Linked DNA regions of Columba livia: region 1 is linked to region 2. Evidence: chromatin contacts called from public Hi-C data. All regions are on one chromosome and are shown on one strand. The core of a region is the stretch at or near the end of the contact, and the rest is flanking DNA. Distances in the headings are between cores, read along the strand shown. Region 1 holds the start of C14H5orf47 (chromosome 14 C5orf47 homolog). Region 2 holds the start of BOD1 (biorientation of chromosomes in cell division 1).

What was found. A called contact is a pair of places that touch in the nucleus more often than the background predicts.
Region 1: a contact with region 2 is called in a Hi-C map of liver, with 6 times the contacts expected there. The contact joins the promoter of C14H5orf47 here to the promoter of BOD1 in region 2. A contact is called at or near these places in 2 of 2 Hi-C or Micro-C datasets (crop and liver).

The regions. Positions count from the first base shown.
Region 1 is chr14:3,121,562-3,126,492 of bColLiv1.pat.W.v2, forward strand. It overlaps C14H5orf47 (chromosome 14 C5orf47 homolog), which reads left to right and starts at 1,700. Exons shown (of 5, transcript XM_013367256.3): 1 at 1,700-4,931. It overlaps CPEB4 (cytoplasmic polyadenylation element binding protein 4), which reads left to right. Exons shown (of 10, transcript XM_021288926.2): 10 at 1-1,320.
Region 2 is chr14:2,976,199-2,981,237 of bColLiv1.pat.W.v2, forward strand. BOD1 (biorientation of chromosomes in cell division 1) reads right to left here and starts at 3,557. Exons shown (of 4, transcript XM_065029537.1): 1 at 3,276-3,557; 2 at 1,900-2,024; 3 at 1-85. The coding sequence starts at 3,503. It overlaps LOC110359593 (a long non-coding RNA gene), which reads right to left. Exons shown (of 3, transcript XR_002414881.2): 3 at 4,667-5,039.

The DNA of each region.
Region 1 (4,931 bases), core at 450-2,949, 140 kb after region 2:
GTAGCCGGGGTGACCGTGGAGCCCCCGCCGCGGCCTGGCTCGCCGGCCCCGCCGCGGCCTGGCTCGCCGGCACCACCGCGGCCTGGCTCGCCGGCACCGCCACGGCCTGGCTCGCCGGCACCGCCGCGGCCTGGCTCGCCGGCCCGGGGCTCTCAGTTGGGTTTGCAACGGGGTTCAGAACGCGCATGTAGTTTTCCTCCCACTCGCATGGCACCGGCCGTGTACTTACAGTGTAGTTACAGAGTAATTACATGGTTCTTTTCGCAATGTAAAATAAGGTGTTTCTGATTATTTTCGATGTAGAGGAGCCCCACCGCCCCGTGCTTTTGGTAGAGTTTGAACTTCTCCATACACAGAGCTCTGCAGAACGCAAATTGAGAACTTGCAGTGAGTGAATTGAGCGTTTTCTAAGGATGCTGTTGGAAAGACTTGATAATTCACCCCTTTTGTTGTTGAAGAATTAAAACCTTCTGTTAAAAGGTGATTTAAAACTTGAATGTGATGAATTGTGGCAAGTTGACTTCAAGTTATGTGCAATACCTATTTCAGACTTCTGGAAGATCTTTGCAGTGTAATTCTTTGTTTTTAATTGAAGACATTTAAAAATGTCATTTTCTACTGTTCTAGTAAATCCTCTTTCTTGCTGGTGTTTCTAAAGAAAAGAATCAGAAATCAATCTTTCTACTAATGTAAATTTGAGATTATTTTTAAAAAAAAAGTGGAATAAAAGGTTTGGGTCATTTGCTTTATTTTATTATCTTATTTTAAAGCTACTGTGATAGCATTGTAAGAATTGGGACAATATTGTATTCAACTGTTTTATTTTTTATATTTTAAAATTTTAAAGTATAATTAGTTTTTATAATTTTCATCAGATTTTTTTGTTATATTTTTTGGAAGTGAAACTTTTAGCAAGTGGGTGTCTAGTTTTTACTAATCCCTAATATGTTTTTCCCCCGATGTATTGCTCATATTATCAGAAGGAAGAGTTATTTAAGTATGTCAGTTAATTGTACTACTTGGCTGAATTTCCATATAGTTTTTACTGTGTATGGGGAGGTTGTAGTATTTATTATAGCATTTTAAATAAGGGTAATTCATTTTTTATTAAAGTCATTTTCACGTTTAAGTTCATATTTTTGTATGTTCTACTCTTAAGTTATATAACACAAGTTACTTTTTTTAAAGAGTTCATTTGTTGAAGTGCTAGTGGAAATTAATGTTATTAAATAGTTTGCAAATGACTATTTATACCAGTATGCATATAATTTTTAAATATTTGTAATGTGAGATGTTGAATGAATAAAACTTTTAACTCAATGTTGCTTCTTAACCTGTTTTTTTTTAAGCTTCCTGTAGGCTCGGGCCCGGTCCTGCGGCCCCGTTGTGGTCCCGGTCCTGCGGCCCCGTTGTGGTCCCGGTCCTGCGGGTCCGGTCCTGCGGCCCCGTTGTGGTCCCCGGTCCTGCGGCCCCGTTGTGGTCCCGGTCCTGCGGCCCCATTGTGGTCCCGGTCCTGCGGCCCCATTGTGGTCCCGGTCCTGCGGCCCCGTTGTGGGCCCGGTCCTGCGGCCCCGGTCCTGCGGCCCCGTTGTGGTCCCGGTCCTGCGGCCCCGTTGTGGTCCTGGTCCTGCGGCCCCGGTCCTGCGGCCCCGTTGTGGTCCTGGTCTTGCGGCCCCGGTCCTGCGGCCCCGTTGTGGGCCCGGTCCTGCGGGTCCGTTGTGGTCCCGGTCCTGCAGCCCCGTTCTGGTCCCGGTCCTGCAGCCCCGTTCCGGTCCCAGCACCAAGGATGGTCCTGCAGGGGGTGCAGGGAGGGTCATAACCACCTGAGGGCTGTTGAGTGCCCTGAACGCTGCGTTAAATCGGTGCCAAATCAGCGCGCGATGCTGCAGAAGTGGGAAGGGTGATGTCTGGAGGACTGTAGAGCTGCTCTTTAAATCAGGCTTTAAGATGAACGCTTTTCACTGCTCGCGTCCTGCTGTTGTCTTCAGAGCACGTTGAATGCCGGCTCCTTAATTTTGTGAATCTGGTGCTTGTTGAGTATTCGTTAGAAGTTGTGTGTAGCTTTGGAAAAGCCTTTCAGCAGCTTCAGCGCTGCCGGTTCTACCTTTTGCTCAGCCTTATGTGGTCCCGGTCCTGCAGCCCCGGTCTGGTCCCGGTCCTGCGGCCCCGTTGTGGTCCCAGCACCAAGGATGGTCCTGCAGGGGGTGCAGGCCCGGCCAAAGGACTGTGGCTGGATCACTTGGCTCTACTTGATACTCTCTGCTGCTAATCCATAGGGACAAAGGTGAAAATGGAGTCAGTTGGGCAGGTGGGTGACAACACCACTGAGACGGGTAACGCACCATGTGCAGCTGGGGCAAAGGGATCACCAGCCTGGGGATGGGGTAGATCCCCACAAGGTGAGACAGACGAGGATTCTTTTGTAATTGTTGCATGGATGTGATCTGATAGAAGGAAAAGGTCTGGCATTTTAAAGAGCTTGGTAGCGTTTAAAATATCTAAACTTGCAGTGTCTTGTGAAGTGTTAACAGCCTTATGAGCTGCCCTTATGACCTCCTATTCAACAGGAATCCTGCGTAAAGGATTCAAGAGTTCTGCATCCTCAGTTACAAGGAATTCCCCAAACTTCCTTGGGTTTCTTGCTTTGTTACAAACCGCAGTGTTTGTTACACTCCAGCGAAGTGTAATTCTGATCGGTCTGGGAGTCGCTCTGGAATTGTGAGTTGGAACATGCCCGTGCACCTTGTGAGAATGAACTGCTGCCCAAAAGAGTCCTGGAGCACGAGCCGACCTGGTCCCATTGCCCTGAGCAGCACTTTGTGTTGGTGTCTGAGCCACTAATCTCTCGTGCCACCAGCTAAGGGACCGTGCTGTACGTGTTAAATAGATGTCGAGTAGCGTTCTTTTCTGTGGGTGCTTCAGGAAATGCAGATGTTGCAGAATTGAGCCGTAATGGGATTAGTTCTGCAAGATGCTAATCACTTCAATTCCCACTGGCTTCAGATGATGCGCGCTTAGGAGCAAATGCCTTTAGAAAATACTTTTTAATAAGAATGAAAAGTTTCACTGGTGACTCCGTGCGTAATCTTCCGATCCCTTAAAATGGCTATTTAAAAATAAACAGAAAATGCTGGTACGCTCTGGATCAGAAATACAGAGGCTGGAGGTGCATTGTCTGCGCAGCGAATCATCGATTGCTTGGCGCTGCAGTTTGTGCTGGTGGAACCGCAGCAGATGGACTGCCCGGCGTTGAGCACGGGGCTCGGCTGGTACGGCGCGTTATCTCTCCGGTCTCTGCCTTGGTCTTGTTAGAAATCGTCATAGTTCAGCCGCTCCCAATGGAATAACAAGTTCTTGACGTTGTTTTCAAGTGCAAATGGTATTTTAGGAAGCATGTGCTTACCAGTGGTTTATCTGATAATGGTTTTAATAAGGGTGATAGATGTGAAATTGGGTCCTGGAGCTTGGTGGTCTGAGTCTCCTGGTGGTTAATGGTTGCACTCAGTGATCTCCAAGGTCTTTTCCAACCCAAGTGATTCAATGCCATAGTGGTGGGATTAGTGATGTCCCACAGGAACAAGGCACTCCCTTCCTGATTTAAATCCAAAATGCTGTAAGCTTAGAGGTGTTTATCAGTTCATAGTGTCTGATTTACAGCACGGGACTTGTATATTCATTCAAAAATTTCCTACCTGAAGGTTGTGAAATACTTTCAACATTTAATAAATGAAATTTTATTACATAAGCAGAGGCTAAAAAATTCAGCTTGACAAGGTGAAATGCCAAAAGTCTGGAGTGTTCACAACTAAAAATAATCACTGATGGTGGTGGCCTTGGCTCATTCTGGACTGCTGAGAAGTAACTTTCTAGGAAAGATGATATAACAAATCCCTTTTGGGTTTCAGTTTGTCCTGAAACTATAACTAAACGCTACAGACAGGCTCTAGAAGATGGGGATGTGCCCGCTGGGTGGAATTTCATGATTTCCACAGTACATGAATCTCAGCTATTTTCTTTCAATGCAAACTCATGGAGCTCTCTCGGCCACCAGCTTTCTCTTGGGTGCTGCTTTGGCTAAATGAGCTGCGACATTCCGCACCAGTGGAGAAACTGTTTGGGCGGAGGTGGATATAAGCCATCTATCGCAGATTTAAAGGGTAAGGTATATTTTAAAGAGACTCCCTTAGCTGTCCGGTTATTGTTGGACAGTTTCTCCTGTCCGTCCCGATTTCCAGCTGCGGTTTATTCAGTGCTGTGAAAGCCGGTCCAGCCGCAGCCCGAACTGCAGGAAATCTGAGACAAGGAACAGCCCCAGAAAGGACAAATGAGGAAAAAACACCGACATCTCTTCCTCTGTGTAAAACAAGCTGATTCAGGCTGTCAGTTTGAAAAACAGCCTGTGGGATAAGAATATACGTGCAGCTGTCTTTCCAGTCATAGTAGCTGAAGTGGGGGTTGGATCGGCGCTCTGAATGTGTTATAGAACTCGACAAGGGGTAATGGGTTCAAACTGGAACACAAGAGGTTACATTTAAATTTGAGAAGAAACTTCTTCCTGGTGAGGGTGGCAGAGCCTGGCCCAGGCTGCCCAGGGGGTTGTGGAGTCTCCTTCTGTGCAGACATTCCAACCCGCCTGGACACCTTCCTGTGTAACCTCATCTGGGTGTTCCTGCTCCATGGGGGGATTGCACTGGGTGAGCTTCCCAGGGCCCTTCCAACCCCTGACATTCTGGGGTTCTGTGAGTTCAGTGTCTGGAATGGTTCTGCAAAGACCCTGGTACCATTACAAAGTGGCCGTTCTGCTCGAGGACATTGAGGGGTGTTGATACCGCGGTTCAATGGAGCCGTCTGGTGTGCGGTCAGATGTGTTGGTGATGACACGGTCCTACAGATGCACTTTGGCCTGAGATCACGTCAGGTTTCAGAAGAGA
Region 2 (5,039 bases), core at 2,307-4,806:
TATCTGGGGCCTGAAGATGTGGTTTAGTTTTGGATCCACCACCTGAGAAATAATTCTGTCCACTCCAGCTTCCAGCATTCCTGACCTTGAACAAAGACAAAGGAGTCATTCAGCTCCTCTGAAAAACTTCTCCCCAATCTCCTCCAGTGATTCTCCAGAGCCCTCCTGTCAACTGCAATTAGCATTAACATGGTGAGAGCTGCAGCCCACTCAGTAGATCCTTAACAGGGAGTTGTTTCACTCACCTATTTTCCCCCACCCCCTCCCACTTTGCCCTACAAAATTAACAACTGACATCTGGTCTCCCAGGTACTTAAATGGCATGTTGGACAAGAGCCACTTTAATAGGGCTTATGTGGAAATGAGGCCAACATGAAAGCAAACAACCAAGTTTTGGCACAAACAAGGGAAACAAGCTATTCTGAGGAGGAGGGCAGGTGAGAGCACAGTCTTTTTTTTGGCTGACTGGAGGGAGAAGAGGTCTGCCTCCTCATAACATTGCTGTCACTCGCTCCTTATAACTGTTAGTCTAGACAGATGGGTATTAATTATAAAAACAAGCACATGTAGCGCACAGCAAAGTTTCTGGAACTGAACACTAGCAACTGAAGAGACTTATTACTTCAGGGGCTGTGTCAGACTCTTGGATGGTGGGGCACGGGCTGTCTGGCAGGCTTAAGTCATGTCTGCAAAGGAGCGGGGACAGGAAATGGAGACGTTGCCCGGCGCTCAGAAAAGCGGCCACAATACTTGTACGGTCGTGGATGCTGGTGGGTGCAGGGTCATGGCACATCATGGCACCTTCAGGTGACAGCACCCATCTGTGTGTCTGCAGCAAGGGACATGCGTGTCTGGACACCTTCGGCGCTCGGTCTTGCAACTATAGGGACTCTTCAAACTCCCTTGAACGGTGTGTCCGTTCTTTATACTAACAGCCTACGGAAAGGGAGCACTTTGAATTCTTATTACAGGCTCTCTGATGCAACATTTCTCAATTGTCTGCTTCGTTCTAGTGGTAGAGTAACACGAAATAAGAGGAAGCGTTGAGTGCCAAATGTGTCTCAAGGACTCCACGTAAAGATGGGAAATTCTGTACTTCCAGTGGACACTCCCTTTAATTACAAATTTAACGAACTAATGTAACATACAAGTGATTTACAGGTTCTATGAAGTGCTCTGAAATACAGTTTCTTCTCTGTGTGAGACATTCTAATCGCTTTCCTTATAAGCATAAATGCCATTATCAAGTTCGCTACTGCCCCTCTTCCCCACAACCTTCAAGCTTTTATATGTGACTTTTAGTCAAACAAGCTAAAGCTCACACTGCAGACTGCAGTGAGTCAGCAGCAAGAGATACTAAACCTAAATCTCTAGGCAGCATAGTTTAAGCTGGCTCTCCTGTCATGCTGGAAATGTAATATCTTAGGTAGCTGTACAAAAGCTGTGTGAAACCAGCCTAGCCCTGTGTGATTACTGCCTGCTAGTGGTCGGAGTCTACTTGAACAAGGTTTGGCATCTTTGGGATTTTTTTCTTTAAGTTATGTAGGTGTTTTTCTGAAAATAAAGATCAAGGTCGTTCAGCTCAGTACATCAGGTACAGTTTTGCTGGCAGGCACAGTATTGGCTAATTGCAACACTAACTTGGCTAGATAACAAATGTGAGTACTTCAGCATGCTGCTCAACTCCCGAAAGTACAAATTTCAGGTAAAACAGTAATGTATGCATTTTAATAGGAGCTAAGACTGCATCCACTGTTATAACGAAACTCAGGAGACCAGAACAGAAAGTTTGGTGAAAAACTTAATTCTGCAAATTCTTATTTGATTTAGGTGGTAAGACAGTTATATATCACTTATCAAATAGCCTTACCATTATTTTACAGGCTGTTGCTTACTTACTGAATCACGCTCTGCCGTAGCCCATTTCGCAACTGGTTTTTGTTCATTGTTGGATTCCATTCCTGTTTGTCCAGGTGGGTCGATACAAAGTTGTCTACTTTCTGCCTCAAGTTTTGATAGGCTGGCTAGAAACAAAAGAAACAACAAAATCCATTTGAACAGCTAAAATATCCCAAACCAGTTCTCTGCCAGAGTCCTTCATAGTACATCTTTTGTCATGCACGCTAGTGTCCTGTTGTCTGCGTTCAGAAAGTGGAAGGATAGAGAATAAAGGTAAGCTTGTTTTACCTAAGAACACAACTGGTAGTTGCAAAGAGCAGCTGGTCAGTGTGCTATTATAATAATTTAAATTGCTGGATAGATTGGCTTCAAAATTGTTTGCTCGTGATATTACTTAGTGAGATGCAAACTGCCCGTGCAGACAGGAGTTGTTTAAGCTGGGTTCTTATTGTCTGTAAACTCTCCACCACAGAATCCCTAGGAAACTGCCTGAGTAATATTGTTAGTAACAAAGAACTTAATTATTTGCTTCTGTGATATTAACATGGAAGATAAGAATTATGTGGGTTTTATCAGTGGAAACTTAGTTCCAATGAATAGGAATTAAACTAAAAACCCCATATAAACACATAAGACCATCCAGATCCTGGTATTGTGCAAGGAAAGGACAAGAGGCGGGCAACATTTATATTTCAGAATTTGATATGCACATGGATGACTGAATGAAAGGGTTGGTCACAGAGGTGCGGTGTCTGTCCAGGCAGCATCTGTCTGTCCTGACAAGGCTGCTCTGCCCTATGGCTGCTGGGTGAGGGTAACCTTACAGCTTCAGGAATGGTTTCGCGATACCTGCTGGGGTGACCTAGACCGGCAATTGTAGGTCCCCGAACAGGACTCGCAGAAAGCAGAAAAGCGTGGGAAAGCAAAGCACCTGTGTTTGATTTTGACAGGGCAATTATGAACAACTCAACTTCAACATCGCCAACAAACGCTCAGGATTTCGTGTTGTGGCTGAGGAAGAAAACAGTTTTGAACAATAGTCTGAGAATATCTACTCAAGAAAGGAAGGTTAAATGCTTGCTTTGGAAATGTGGGAATTATGCTCAAGAAGAGCAACGTTGTTATGGAAAACAGTTTTCCTAATAGTGCCTGGGATGGAAAATGAACGTCTGAGCTTGTTCTCTGGCCTGTTTGTCCCCTGGGGCGTCGCTACAAGCCAGGGCCACCTCAGAGCAGCCGGTGTGACAATGGCGGTGGCACCGGGGGCAGGAAACACCCCGGCCCGAGTGAGGGGAGGAGACGGGACGGGACGCGGGGGCCCCTTGGGGCAGCGGGTTCCAGGGACCCGCAGCTCTAGCCCCGTTCGGCAGCGTTACCTTGGTGTCCACGTCAGCCAGGCAGTCCCGGCGGAAACCGTCGAACAGGCCGCGGCTCTTGAGCTGCTCCACGATGATGGCGATGAGCTGCGGGTCGCCGGGCGGCAGCGAGGCCGGGTCGGTGACGCCGGGCCCCGAGCTGGACGCCGCGCCACCCGCGCCCCCTCCCCCGCCCGCTCCGCCGCCCCCGCCCGGGGCGGCCCCGCCGGAGCCGCCGCTCTCGGCCATGGCCCACGGCCCGCGCGCGGGGCCCGCCAGCGGCTGCGCCCCGCTCGCCCGCGGCCCCCGGCCCCGCGACCGGCGGCGCGCGGCCTTCTGCGTCACCCTGGCGCGCTGCATCACGGGGAGGCGAGTTCTCCGCAGGAGGAGCCGTTATGGGCCACGGGCAGCGGGCTGGCTCGGGGAACTACAAGTCCCAGGGTGCACCGCGGCAGCCTGCCCTCCAGGCAGCGTGTGCGCAGCCCCTTCGCAATGTATCTTGGGAATTGTAGTTCGCCCCGGGGGACATGCGGGCCCTGCTGTCCCCGCCAGCAGCGGCGGCTGGGGAAGGGGCTGCCCCGGCGGGCAGGGTGGTGCTGGTGCCTCTCGGAACCAGCCGGGTCGGCCACTGGACGCTGAGCACGCAGCGTGCGGCTCCGTGTGCTCATCCCGAGCAGAGTCAGTCAGGCCTCGGCCCTGCGAGTGCCGCGTTTGGGGCAGAGGCCCCGGGTTCACCTCAGCGCCCCGCAGGCCCCTCCAGACGGGCGGCTTGAGGGCCTGGGATCCCTGTCCCCGTGGGGGAATCTCGGATTCCTCTGACGATTTCTGCCAGGTTGTGACTTGAGTGTGTTTTTCAGTGGTGTAGTGAGGGCAGCAGTTGTGTAAATTGGGGAGAAAATCAATTTGTGTGTGATCATCCTGGGTTTCCACTAGGAACTCGGTTTCGTTTCTCACACCGCTCGCGAAAGGAAGGGCAGCACCAAAGGCCTGTCCTGACACCCATCCCTGCGGCATGAATGAGCCGGGGGACTCCGTTCAAGGTGCTTTCTCTGTTGTGTGTGACCATTGCTGTCATTTATTGCTCTGATCATGTCTGTAAGCCACAAGGTACATATTCTATATATTAGTTTTATTTCCTTCGTAGCCACATTTTAAAGAAGACTTGAACACAGTAGGGTATTTGCATCTTACCTGCAGAAGGACAAGCTGCATGTGGATGTGATCAGCCCTGTGCACTGTATGGCTGCATCCTCACCTTCTTGTGTACTGCCGAATGAGTAAAAAATGGCAACGTTTTGTGTGCAACGCATTGTCCTTCCCTACCTGATTAAAATTCAGCAGCTCTGAGGAGAGGCATAAGCCGTCCCTTCCCATCTGGCAGCTTTGAGGAGAGAAGAGGAGAAAATGGCAGCGTGTTCAGAGCTGAGCTTTACACCGACAAAAGCTTCTGTTACTACATGACAAGGGGTAACAGTTTTAAGCTGAAGAAGGGGAGGTTCAGGCTGGACAGGAGGAAGAATTTTTGGACACTGAGGGTGCCCAGGTTGCCCAGAGAGGTGCTGGATGAGACATCCCAGGCCAGGCTGGACGGGGCTCTGAGCGACCTGAGCTGGTGAAGATGTCCCTGTCATGGCAGGTGTGGCACTGGGGAGCTGGGAAGGTCCCTTCAACACAAACCATCCTGTGATTCCATGACTGTGATCTTGTGCAACTGTCATGTTCTGCAGAGACACGTGAGGCTGTCCAGCTGGAGCAGGAAGGCTGTCTCTGTGGCCAGCTGCCTTG